Linked DNA regions of Zea mays: region 1 is linked to region 2. A link is a contact called in public Hi-C data. All regions are on one chromosome and are shown on one strand. Each heading gives the region's core, a stretch centred on a gene start, on an enhancer-like site or on the middle of the called end of the contact. The rest is flanking DNA. Distances are from core to core; before and after follow the strand shown. Region 1 holds the start of LOC100285796 (dihydrolipoyllysine-residue acetyltransferase component of pyruvatedehydrogenase complex). Region 2 has its middle 7.2 kb from the start of LOC100501848.

What was found. Hi-C and Micro-C count contacts between places; a contact is called where the count stands out from the background.
Region 1: a contact with region 2 is called in a Hi-C map of endosperm, with 2.6 times the contacts expected there. The contact joins the promoter of LOC100285796 here to the enhancer-like site in region 2. A contact is called at or near these places in 2 of 25 Hi-C or Micro-C datasets (ear and endosperm).

The regions. Positions count from the first base shown.
Region 1 is chr7:114,615,504-114,621,485 of Zm-B73-REFERENCE-NAM-5.0, reverse strand. It overlaps LOC100285796 (dihydrolipoyllysine-residue acetyltransferase component of pyruvatedehydrogenase complex), which reads left to right and starts at 1,736. Exons shown (of 6, transcript NM_001158686.3): 1 at 1,736-2,727; 2 at 2,811-3,002; 3 at 3,114-3,201; 4 at 3,281-3,351; 5 at 3,518-3,601; 6 at 4,404-4,607. The coding sequence starts at 1,903. The coding sequence ends at 4,508. It overlaps LOC100275657, which reads right to left and starts at 5,781. Exons shown (of 3, transcript NM_001149692.2): 1 at 5,563-5,781; 2 at 5,365-5,449; 3 at 4,886-5,267. The coding sequence starts at 5,574. The coding sequence ends at 5,089.
Region 2 is chr7:114,107,345-114,113,627 of Zm-B73-REFERENCE-NAM-5.0, reverse strand. No RefSeq gene overlaps it. Among protein-coding and RNA genes, the nearest start is that of LOC100501848, 7.2 kb to the right of the region's middle. Within about 2 kb of position 1,932, at least 18 of the 20 cell types and tissues checked have an H3K27ac peak or open chromatin away from gene starts, as enhancers often do. A contact at or near this core is called in ear and endosperm, where this site is marked.

The DNA.
Region 1 (5,982 bases), core at 487-2,986, 510 kb before region 2:
TCACAACAACGAAGGTGCATGACCTAAGGAGATCAACGAGGGAAGTGAAGACACACCCAATGTATATGGGAGCAACAGGGCATGGAAGCTAATTGGGATCAGAACCACCGAAGCACCATTTTACCCAATGAACATGAGAGACACTGAGAACCTTGTTAAATCACCAGATTCTGTAGGAAGGCCAAGGCCGCCACAATTTTTGGGACGACAAACCTCATTCGAGGCAACGAGGCATCGTTCCGTGACCAGAGGAAGGCACGCCTACAACGATCAATGGCATTGAGCACACTCTTGGGAACCAACATAGATGACATATAGTTGATGGGAAGAGAACTTATTTTTGGCGGCTGTTCTGTTGGTCGGCGGCCTCAGTGAGCCACCGAAAATAAGCATGGGTTATTTTCGGCAGCCCTTAGTTTTGGCAGCGACGTCTGGCCGCCAAAATTGGCACTTATTTTCGACGACTGTTCTATTGGCCGTCGAAAATAAGCTATTTTCGGTGGCCAGATGTCAGCCGCCAAAAATAAGTGCTAATTTTCGGCTGATTTTTTCTGGCGGCCAGAGACCACCGAAAATAGGCCTAAAGCCGCTGAAAATAGCTTATTTTCGGCGGCCTCTGGCCGCCGAAAATGACTGTGCGTGCTGTTGTGGTAGCCTCGGTCTGTAGTGCTGGCCCGGCCCGGTCCGGTCCGACACGATTATATTTTTTTATTTTACAAAAAAACGTATATACATATATAATTTATATTCAATATTAAAAATATTTGAGCATGATGTTCTACTGGTTAGACAGTGTCTCCCGCTCTTCTTCTATCAGAGCATGGGTTCAATCACCACCTCCACATTTTACGTTGATTTAATCAAATGAGCCGACGGACCATCATCAAGTAGTGAATCCCCTCTCGGGGGAAGTCCCATTTCTTTCTGAACGGGAGTCGGAGTTTCTACAAATTGTATTGGAAGTGGTATTTGTAGATTGTGTTAGTGTTTAGCCAAGATGTCTCCCTTTGCGAAACGAATCCAAGGGTCTAGGCCAGAGTTGTGCCCCGTGGATGTCTGGTCCGTGCCCGCCTTTAGCCATTCATAGGCGTGCAACGGATTAATTTGAAATAACTGTTACATTTTACGTTGATTTAATCAAATGGGTCGACGGGCTAACGAGCTGGTCCGACACAGTCAGTAGGTCAGCATGACGTGTCTGGGCTAGAGGTGCCCCGCGGGCGTCTGGTCCATGCCCGCCTTTGGCCATCTATAGGCGTGCAACGGATTAATTTGAAATAACTATGAGGGATTATTTGTAAAAAGATGACGCGGGATGACCGTTGAAACTGATGCTTTAAATATAGTATAGATATAAATTGGATATCATTGGTTTGCATAAATACGCAGGAGGAAGGCTGTCGATAATTAAAAATTGGAAAAGTATTAACAGTATGCTGTTGGAGAGAAGATGTGGCCCTTTTCTCCCTTAAAACGTTTTGGGACTTTTTTTAGCTTTCTCTTGGAGTTGCTACGGCATAGCTTTTACTAAGAGGCGTTTAGTCCACATGGTAGGTCAACTCCAGCATATTATTCAAATTTTATCTATATATACTATTTTCCATTATAGACCGCAATAATCGCAGAGTAAAATTTGAATACAGGTACATGGATGGGTAATCTGGTACATGGATGGGTAATCTGCAGGAGATAGTATTAGGGTACGGAGTATTAACGGCGGCTGGCGCCCCGGGCCCACACTGCAGTGGCTGGCCGCCTTCACGGCTTCACCTAACGATCTGGTTCGTCTCCCACCTCGCGCCGCTCGCCGGATTCCGCCGCCCTGCCCGCGTTCTCCTAGACCCAACCCAACCGAGTCCTGAAAGGGGGGTCATTTGTTCAGTGATCATCAACCAGTGCACCATGGCGTCTCTGATTCCTCCCTGCCTCTCCGTCCCCACCGCCCCGGGACGCGCGCGCCTTGCTGCTCCGGGGGCGCCGCGGCGGAGGAGGATGGCGGTGGTGAGGGCGAAGATTCGGGAGATATTCATGCCGGCGCTGAGCTCAACGATGATGGAGGGCAAGATCGTCTCCTGGACGGCCGCCGAGGGGGACCGCGTGGGCAAGGGCGACCCAGTGGTGGTCGTGGAGTCCGACAAGGCCGATATGGATGTGGAGACGTTCCACGATGGCATAGTCGCAGTCGTCCTCGTCCCGGCCGGTGGGACCGCCCCCGTAGGCGCCCCTATCGCCCTCCTCGCTGAATCAGAGGAGGAGGTCGCGCTGGCGCGGGCGCGCGCTCAGGCCCTCTCGCAGGGACAAAGCCAGGCACCCTCTCCTCCCCATGCCGCCGCCGCCCTGGGGCCACCTCCTCCAGCGCCTGTGGCGCCTCCAGCGACAAAGGGCATCGCGACACCTTACGCCAAGAAACTCGCGAAGCAGCACAGGGTGGACATCGCCGGGGTTGTCGGCACCGGGCCACACGGCCGCGTCACGGCGGCTGACGTCGAGGCAGCTGCTGGCATCAAGCACAAGCGACCCCCTCCACCTCCACCCCCTGCTTCTGTTGACGCTGCGCCACTAGTGCCCGCAAGTGCGGTGCTGCCACCAGTACCCGGTGGCACGGTGGTGCCGTTCACGACAATGCAGGCGGCGGTGAGCAAGAACATGGTGGAGAGCTTGAGGGTACCGACATTCCGGGTTAGCTACTCCATGATCACTGACAAGCTTGACGCACTCTATGAGAAGGTACAATTTTCTATTGATCTCAGGCAGAGCGTTGGATTTCATACCTCGACCATGCTGTACTGATTGATTTGAGTTTGATATAGGTTAAGTCAAAGGGGGTTACAAAGACAGTGCTGCTGGTGAAGGCGGCAGCTGTGGCGCTCACCCAACACCCTGTAGTAAATGCTAGCTGCAGAGATGGAAAGAGCTTCTCCTACAACAATGATGTCAACATTGGAGTGGCTGTTGCACTCGAGGGTGGCCTTCTTACTCCAGTATTAGAGGATGCTGATAAGGTCGGTGCTTATTGCACTCGAGGGTGGCAACGCAGCATTTTAGGGTATGAGTGGATTGTCGAGTGCATACAATTTTCGTCTACTAAGTAGCTCCAAAAATTGACATGGCAGATGGATATATATCTGCTTGCACGAAAGTGGAGAGTGCTGCTCAAGAAGGCACGCATGAAGCAGCTGCAACCAAATGAATACAACTCTGGTATACAACATATCCTTTGCTCTATTGACATCAGCTGTTCACGAAAACTTTGCTTACCTGAAGAGCTGACTGTCTGTAGGGACGTTTACACTATCCAATTTGGGTATGTTTGGGGTGGATAAATTCGACGCAATCCTTCCTGCTGGTCAGGTGGGTTTCTTCCCTGGTGTATGTTGTCTGTCCAGTTAGTATGAAATGTTGATAGAATTGTATGGGTTTCTTCCCTGGTGTCTGATGTTTGTCTAGTTAGTATGAAATGTTGATAGAATTGTATTCTATTTTATTAAACACAAGAAGATTGCATGGTTATATGCAGGGGGCTATCATGGCTGTTGGAGCGTCAAGACCTACTGTAGTGGCTGATAAGGATGGTTTCTTTAGTATCAAGAGTGAAATGCTGGTTAGTTTATTCTCGTATCTGTATCTAAAATTTGAGTATACCGAAGCTCTGGTTACTGACTGATGTTTAGTATTTCTGGCATTTACATGTAATTGTGAAGATCAATTGTGTATTTTCCTTAGCACATTTCATTAGAAATGCTAAACCGCAGTAGTATGTTATGAAATTTATTTGGTGTTAACATAGCTAAACCTTAAAGCCCAAATAATCTGTGATCCGTCTGCTTGTTCCCTAGAACATGTAAGTGAAATTTATGTCATAACATCATTTCAAATATCAAATATATGCAAGCCAAGGATTGGCTGACTGCGCCTGAATGTAAGAGGCACGGTGTAGGCTTGCTGCGGTTTCAGATTCACACTTCTATGTTAGCAAGGTGATGATTAGTTTTTTTTTGTGTGTATCTAAGTTGGTTTTTATACTAAATCATAATTATGTGTTGTGATAAAGTTTTGTTTGGTGGTATCAATCATGTCATGATAAATCAGTAATTACAATGCTTGGCCTCCTTATTCAGTACTAGTGATTAACACTGATTATTTTCTGTCACATAAGTACATACTAATGATCTCCAATGATGTGTTATAATTTTTGTTGTCAATAAGAACTATTCTAGATTTATACAACACCATACCATCCTATTCTCAAAACAACAACGAAGTCTTTTGTGCTGAGCAATTTGGGGGTGGGGTAGGCATCATACTCACAGAACAGGGGCAAAAAAAAACCCCCCACGATCCTGGTCCATAATAGCAACCAATTTTCCCTGCAGAGATGGTTGATCCTGCCATTTGTTTTTCAGGTGAATGTTACTGCTGATCACAGGATTATCTATGGTGCTGATTTGGCAGCATTCCTGCAAACATTTGCAAAGATTGTTGAGGATCCTGAATGCCTCACATTGTAAGGGAAGCTTCATACAAGTTCTCAATTTTTTTTTATTCACAATTGGAAGACAATGCCAATATAGATAATAAAAAGACACTTTTCAATGTTATATCTCCACATACAGATTTTTGTGTACAGTTTATACACTGATCGTTTTCGCTCCGTGTGTTTATCTATTCTTGGAGGGAGACCCTGATTCAAGAAACCATGAATTGTGTAAACACTTTGGGGCATTAATAATGATAGAGGCTGCTTCCTGGTTCCTATATAGATCTTGTTTATGTCTTAACTGGACAATACTAATTGACAGGAAATTCAACAGATCATTTTTTCCTGTTTTGAGTAAAGTTAAAGCAAACGAGCATAGCCTCTCTGGTCGCATCAGATGGACTTTTAGAACGGTACCTAGATTTTTTTTCTGGTTACTTCAACAAGCCTTCACAGTTACAGAACAAAATGATGCAGGATTCCTAAATTACAAGAAGGTAAAAGATGCCAGGCAGGCATATGGTTACGTCCTCTGAGGCGGGCCTGCCTTGGTGAAGAGTGAAGAGAATAGCAAGCAGTTCTCCAGAGTACGTATTGGTGACGTGGTTCCTTCAGGACATGTGGCCGTCGGGGCCGCCTTCTGGGGCTGCCGGCGAGGCCTCGCTGAGGTCGAGGATCTCGACGCGGCGGTTGGTCCGCTTCCTGATCTTGATGGCCACGTCCTGCGGGCTGAAGGCGCCCCACACTACGACCCGGCCGTGCTTCTTGTCGATCAGGTGTTTCTCCAGCTCTGCAAAAAAACCAAAAAGGTTCAGTTCAGAGAAGCTTCACAAACCGAGGTTTCAGCCTTTCAGGCATCACCGCAGATGGGCGGCTAGAGTGTTTACCTCGCATCTGGAGGAGCGCCCTCCTGATCCTCTGGTAGCACCCGTTGCAGTCGATGTTCATCCTCAGGGTCATGCAGTAGGACTGCTGCTGAGAGTAAAGAGCACACGTCACTTAACTGCCTCTCGGAGTTTCAGCTCTCGACAACAATTTTGCTAGGACTGACATAACATGAAACCCTCATGTTGGCACGCACTCACCCTGTAGTCCATGGAGCTCTTCTCCTCCCGGCGGCGGCGGCGACGGTTTCGACTGGCCGGAGGGGAGGAGGTGCAGAGTGTGAAAAAGGCCGCCGCAGGGAGAGCGAGGACCGAGTGCTGTTAAGGGCGGCCAGCAGAGGAAAGGAAGGGATTAGCGTGCGAGGCGCTGCTTGATGCTCGCTTTGGTGTGCTTCGCTTTGCTTGCAGCCGTACTTGACTACTTGTAACTTGTGAGCCTGATCTTTTATGGACGCTTCACTCGAGTGATTCATTCCCGTGTGGGCTCGATCTATGTGCTTTTTGGGAATCAGATTCCGGGGCACAAGCAGCGCAGGCTGGCTTCCATGCAGTGCCCTTTCCGCTTCCACACATCCTTTTTCTACGACTGCTCTGCTGTTCTTCGGCTCGTTGATTCGGAGT
Region 2 (6,283 bases), core at 683-3,182:
TGTCGCAGTGTTCTCGCACTCAATGCTGAGCTCCCCTACTCGCTGCCTACCTGTCGCTCCCAAATCCCATCTCAATCTCCACATCTTTAAAATACCACCATTGTTGGACAACTAATGCCCCCAAATGAGGGAGGAATCTAGGTTTTGTTTGCTCCTTTCACTTCCAACAGTTGCACCTTAGTTCCCGTTTTTAGTGTTGTGAAATTAAATTGAAGATATATCATTATTCCTTGTTCCACGATTGATGTTCGACGATTATAGGAAATAATGTTACCCTTTACGCACTTACTAATCACTCGTGTGTGGCTTACCTACAAACTTGTTTGACTAAATCATTCCATTTGTAGATGTGGATGCGTATGTGGCACAAAAGCATCAAAATCTTGACGAACATGCCACACAACAAGGGAACACTATTTTGGTCATTGTAGTCATTCACATTATGCAGCAACAAGAAGAGGAGTCGCCAAGTCAGGGTGGTTCAGTTCTTAGCCGGCAAGTGGTTAACAAATACCGCTTTGTTGCCCCATTTTTCTTGGCTCTAGATATTAATGTTCCCAACATATCTGCTACAAGATTAAAGAGCAAAGGAGACAGTATATTTCTATGTCATAGCTCTTAGTTTGAAAGTATCTACCTACATCATCATTCATCTTTGTCCCAACGGTCCCTTTACTAACAAACTTATTGATCCACTAACACCATTTTTGAGAAAAAAAACTTTTCACCTGTAACGTTTATTGTAGAAAAGGCCAATTAACTTTATCATATGCTTTCTCAAAAATCTAATTTTAGAATGACTCCATTCATATTTTTTATGGACTTCATGTATTGCTTCATGTAAAATGATTAGCCCTTCAATTATATTTCTTCTAGAATTTAAAATCTATGATCCAAAGTGATAGAAGTTTTTGTCCAAGAGCTCTAAAAATGACTCGTAAAATCCAGTTTTTAGTAGCATCTCAGAAATTATTGGAGGGTAGATTTCTCGAACAGTCCCTTAAAATTGGATAAAAACATTTTAAACTAGGCCAAGTCACTCTTAAGCCCACATAGATATGTTTTACAAGTGTCGCTGGAGGTGGGCATGGCTAGTGAGGGAAGACCAACGGTAGGGCCGAGCGATAGTAGAGGCCTAACCGATGATGGAGGTCCAATAGCGGTCCGAGTGATGTAGATGCCGGATTGCAGGAACACGCTGCCGACAACCGATTGTGTTTCCGGGGAGCCTAAAAATCCCTTTTTCTAGTTACAAATGTGGGAGTTTTAAAGGCTATAAAAAAGTTAGGGGCACTTTAAGGGAACGGTTGAAGACAACCTTTTTTGTGTTTTTTTTCAAAAAATGATTTAGAGGAGAATTTTAGAGAGTTCTTGGAGAACTCGTATATGCAATCTAGTCCTAGAGTTATTTAAGACGAAGCAGTACATCAATAAAAAGGATAATGATACTTGAACTCTCAAGGGTTGGACAAGCTACAAATGCAAATAAGGTAAGGGGTCTATGTCGCGCACAATGCAAAGCATTACAAGGCGGCGTATAAATCCGGGACTTCTTTCCGTATTCTGCATTGCTTATCCTAACACGTACACTGCCACTGAAGGTCAAAATAAAGAGAACGTACTCTGCTCCGTCTCTGAAAAGTAGCTGTCCTTGTCGTTTGAAGAAGGTAATTGTTTTTTGACATTTATCAAATATATATAAGAAAATATAAATATTTATATACAGAATTAGTATCATTAAATACTTAACTGTATTTTAAGTTTATTATGACAATAACTTTATTTAGAGATATAAATACTGTTTTAACATGTACGAGTAATAAAGCGGCAACTTTTTAGGACAGAGAAAATACCGCCCCTCTGTGGTGCCATGCGCGACGGACGAACCGGAACTCGCCGCGCTTGCAGTCCACTTACTTGCATGTTGTACGACCACACCGGTTCCAGCACAGTCTCGCGTCCGCAATCGATCCCTTGGCGACATGATGGCTTTCTGCGCTGGGCCGGGATTCTTTCTTTTCGGCCGGCCGCGCGCCACACCCCTCTCCTTTTTTTTTTCTTCTGTCACCAAGTAAAGAAAGAAGATTTAATTCATCACTTTTTTTTCACTACGGTACTGTATTCGGGATGCAAGCCCATAAAAAATTAGCCTGTTGGGCCATGACGAGCCCATCAACCTGCATCCAGCTTCTACGAGACGAGAAAAGAAAGCACGTCGCCATCTTCCCTTCGGCGGCTGTCGTCCCGGTCCCGGCCCTCAGGTTCCTACTGCGATTCAGTTTCCTGTTCCGCATAAAAAGGTTTTCACGAGATTTTGTTCTTGTCCGAAACGAGCAACGATGCGTGGCACGACCGCACGAGTAAGCAAGTGCGGAGACCTAGCTAATGATCCAGGCCTAATTGCCGAGGACTTAATGGCGGACAGGGTTTCGGAGATATGGCGCAACTTGCCCAAAGAATTTCATACCAAAGCTCGCGCGCTTTTTCACGAGCTCTCTCTCTCTCTCTCTCCTTACTTTTGCGCATCTTTTAAAAGTCCCGGGAGAGAATCATATGTTGATACAGCCTACTCGCTAGTTTTTTCTCTCTCGATGATTACGCGGACAAAGACTGGCGGCTGGTAGCTTTCAAGGCAAGACGAGAAGAGAAATCAAATCTCTTGCGCCGCCCGCAGGTCAGAGCCCCTTTGGTTCTTCGGCCTGCTGTCGATCGAGAGATTCTCGAAATCCATCTGATGTGCCATCTGTATACACTCTTGTGGTTCCTCACTGCGCACCAGGTGGAGAGCAGCGGATTATACATGCCATTTTAATTTGTTAACTGACTGAGGTCCCAGTGGCCAGTGACGATGATGGCTGTTTCCAGCGTAGGCAAATCTAGGTGCTGCTCTTGAAGAGAAGAAAAAACCAGAGTCATTTTTGCAGGAGCCGGCCAAAACAGGACCTTAGTTTGAAAACGGGGCAAGAATTTGGAAAACCCTGGCACGCGAGGATTTCTTTGGGATCGCGCGTGGGATCTTTCTTTCTGTCTGTCATGTTCGTCCGTGTGTGTATCAGGATTATTCAGGATCGTTGTTTTTCGTGTTCCGTTGGAAATTCTATATACGTATCCTGCTGCCAGGTGGTGGGGTCGACGACGCGCACGTACGAGTCTATGGCGCGGCAGCTGTGCCTGCACACGTGTGACGGCAACAACGGCACACGCTAGACGGCGCGCGTTTCTTCCGGACCACGGCGATCGCCGAACAGTGCTGACCGACGGGAAAAAAAGAGAGAGTGTAAAAGGGGACTCTCCACCGGTCGCCGGACGACGGTGAGGCCGGAAAATGCGTCGAGACTGCACGTCAGGACTCTCGAAGGAAACCGCGTGCGTGCGTGCGGGTGAGACCACCAGCTGACCACACCGGTCACTCAGGCCAAGCCATTTTCTAGCCTTGATGTTGATGAATTGCCGACAGAGCGTCGCTAGCTCTTTCGTTCGGAGCCTTTCACGCTGTCCCGCAATTTTCACCGACGCCGTGCGTCGGTATGTGTGTGTGTCGCACTCACGTCACGCCCGTGCGCCACGGTGCTGTAAAAGTAAAAACCCACGTTTCCGTTCCGTGTGCATGCGTCAGGAAGGTCTGGAGGAGGAGTCGTCTAGCTAGTTTGATCTGACTGGTCATGGTGAGAGTGTCTGTCTGAGTCGGAGAGAGAGCCCTCGGTTTCTCAAGAACCGCGTCTTACTCTTCTACTATACATACCTACTACTACCAGAACGCACATTCCTGATGGAGGATATTTTTATGAATTGTCAGTATAATTCATTCTGTCGAGATTCAGATACGGCTGCATTGTCAGCGACCGATGTTTCCAGAGCCCTGGGAGAGCGGTCGGGTCGACCCATCTATCAGCTTTCATTTCACGTCCAGGAGGAGGTCGCACGTACGCCATGCATGCAGGGCAGGGCAGGGCTGCAGGCAAGATACAGAAAAGCCCCTGCCCCCATGCCGCGGCAAATTAAACCCAGGAACGGAAAGCTCCGCGTTCTCAATCATCGCGCCCGCGCGCGGCGGCGGCAAGCTTCGCGAGTTTTTTTTTTTTTTTTTTTTTTTTGATTGCCTGCTTGCTTTGTCGCGCATGCACGGCGTTTTAATACGATATCCTGTCACAAGATGCAAACAAAAGAGCAGCATCTCCTGTTCTGGCACCACCAGCTATCTCATCACACACTACGCTGCACTCTTTGTTCAGAATCTTTCAGATGGTTCACTCAGGCAGCTAGGTGTGCATGGTACACTGTCCACAGCCACAGTCCTTTTTTTTTTTTTTTTTTTTTGAAAGGAAGGGGCAAAAAGCTTGCCTCTCCGATCTATATTAGATGAGGGAGAAAAACTAGGGGGAACAACAGACACGAAGAACCGAAGAGAAGAAGAAAAAAGGAGCAAGGAAAAAATACAAAAACAAAAAACAAAAAAGCCACTAGGAAGACTCCAAACAAGACCTAAACAAGACCTCAGCTACTAGCAATGCCCAAGATAGCCAAAGTAACTTGGTCAACACCCCTATGCTGTCCTTGAAAGATTCTGAAATTTCTTTCTAGCCATAGATTCCACCAGAATTGAATTAGCAGGCCGTCGAGGTCCCTCCTTCTCTGACTGCTGCAAAGACTGCGCAGATCTGTCCACCAATCGTACAAGGAAGAGCCACTAGGGACCCCAGTCAGGAAATGAAGATTGCCCCGAGACAAAACTTTGCTCCAAACCTCTCTACTAAAGGGGCAATCCTTGCATAAATGCAGAATTGTTTCCGGCGCTGAGTTGCAGAGACAGCAGATTGGGTTACAAGGCCAGCCTCTTTTTTGAAGGTTATCAGCAGTCAGTATTCTCTTATGCAGTACCGTCCAAGCAAAAAAACGGCACTTCGGTTCCACTTTAGCCTTCCAAATGGGGCACAGATTCATTCTGCTGAAGTTGGAAGCGAATTGTATTTTGTATGCACTGCTAGCACTGTACTGCCCATCTGCCGTCCATCTCCAAGAAATGTTGTCCTCTGACCCGTTGAGCTCTGGCATGCTACCAATGGCCTGCCAAAGGGAGAAGAACTCACTAAACTCCCCCTCACCCGAGAATGGGTAGCATAATCGAATCCAAGTGTTGTTAGTGAGCGCTTTGGCGACCGTGATGTTCTTCCTCTTTGCCTTCTTGAAGAGTGAGGGCGCAATATTTCTAGGGGCTTGGCCTTGGATCCAACTAGAATTCCAGAATCCCGCTGTCTTTCCATTGCCTACCGTAACAGTTGTGGATGCATTGAAGAGGTCTTCATCAATTTTGTCACACGGTAGTCTCATGGCGGTCCACGGCCTGTCTTTGCTCTTCCATCGTAGCCACAGCCATCTTAGTCTTAGCCCCCTCGCAAAACGATCAAGATCAAGAATTCCAAGACCCCCCTTGTTCTTTGGAAGGCATGTAATGGACCAATTGATGAGGCAGTGACCCCCGCTGCAAGCCAGTGGATTGCTACCTCTCCAAAGGAAGTTTCTTCGTATTCTGTCAATTGCTTGCAGCAGCCATTTTTTGGGACGAAATATCGTTAGATGGTAGATTGGCTGTGCGGATAGCACCGCTTTTACAAGTGTTTCTCTTCCAGCTTTGGACAGCAGCTTCCCTTTCCAGCCAGCTAACCTGTTATTAATTTTTTCAATAAGGGGTTGTAGGTCGATCCTCTTCACATTCTTGTAATGAAGGGGGAGTCCAAGGTACTTCCCGGGGAGGCTAGAGAATTTGCCCGGAAACACCTCCTTAAGAGCCGGCCATGATGAATCCGGGTACCGAATTGGGAAAATTTCTGTTTTGTCATAGTTGATCTTTAGTCCTGAACATCCCTCGAACGCTTTGAGAATCTCTTTCAGCACCTCCAAGTCTGACCTGTCAGCTTTAATGAATACTCCCGCGTCATCCGCGTAAAGTGAGCAGCGAAGCTTAGCCCCTCTAGGCAGTACCTGTCCCAGCAGTCCCACATCAGCAGCTTTTTCAATCATCCGATGTAGCGGGTCCATTGCTAAGATGAAAAGAAAGGGGGATAGCGGGTCTCCTTGTCTCACCCCACGCCTGTGGATGATGGCGTTTGACCGCTCTCCGTTGATAATTATTCTTGAGGAAGAAGATCTCAGAATATCTGCTACCCAATTGCGCCATTTCAGGGAGAACCCACAGGCTCTTAACACATCTAGGAGATAAGCCCAATTTAGGGTGTCGAAGGCTTTAGAGATGTCTAGCTTGACGAAGAGAGCTGGATTACCTTTC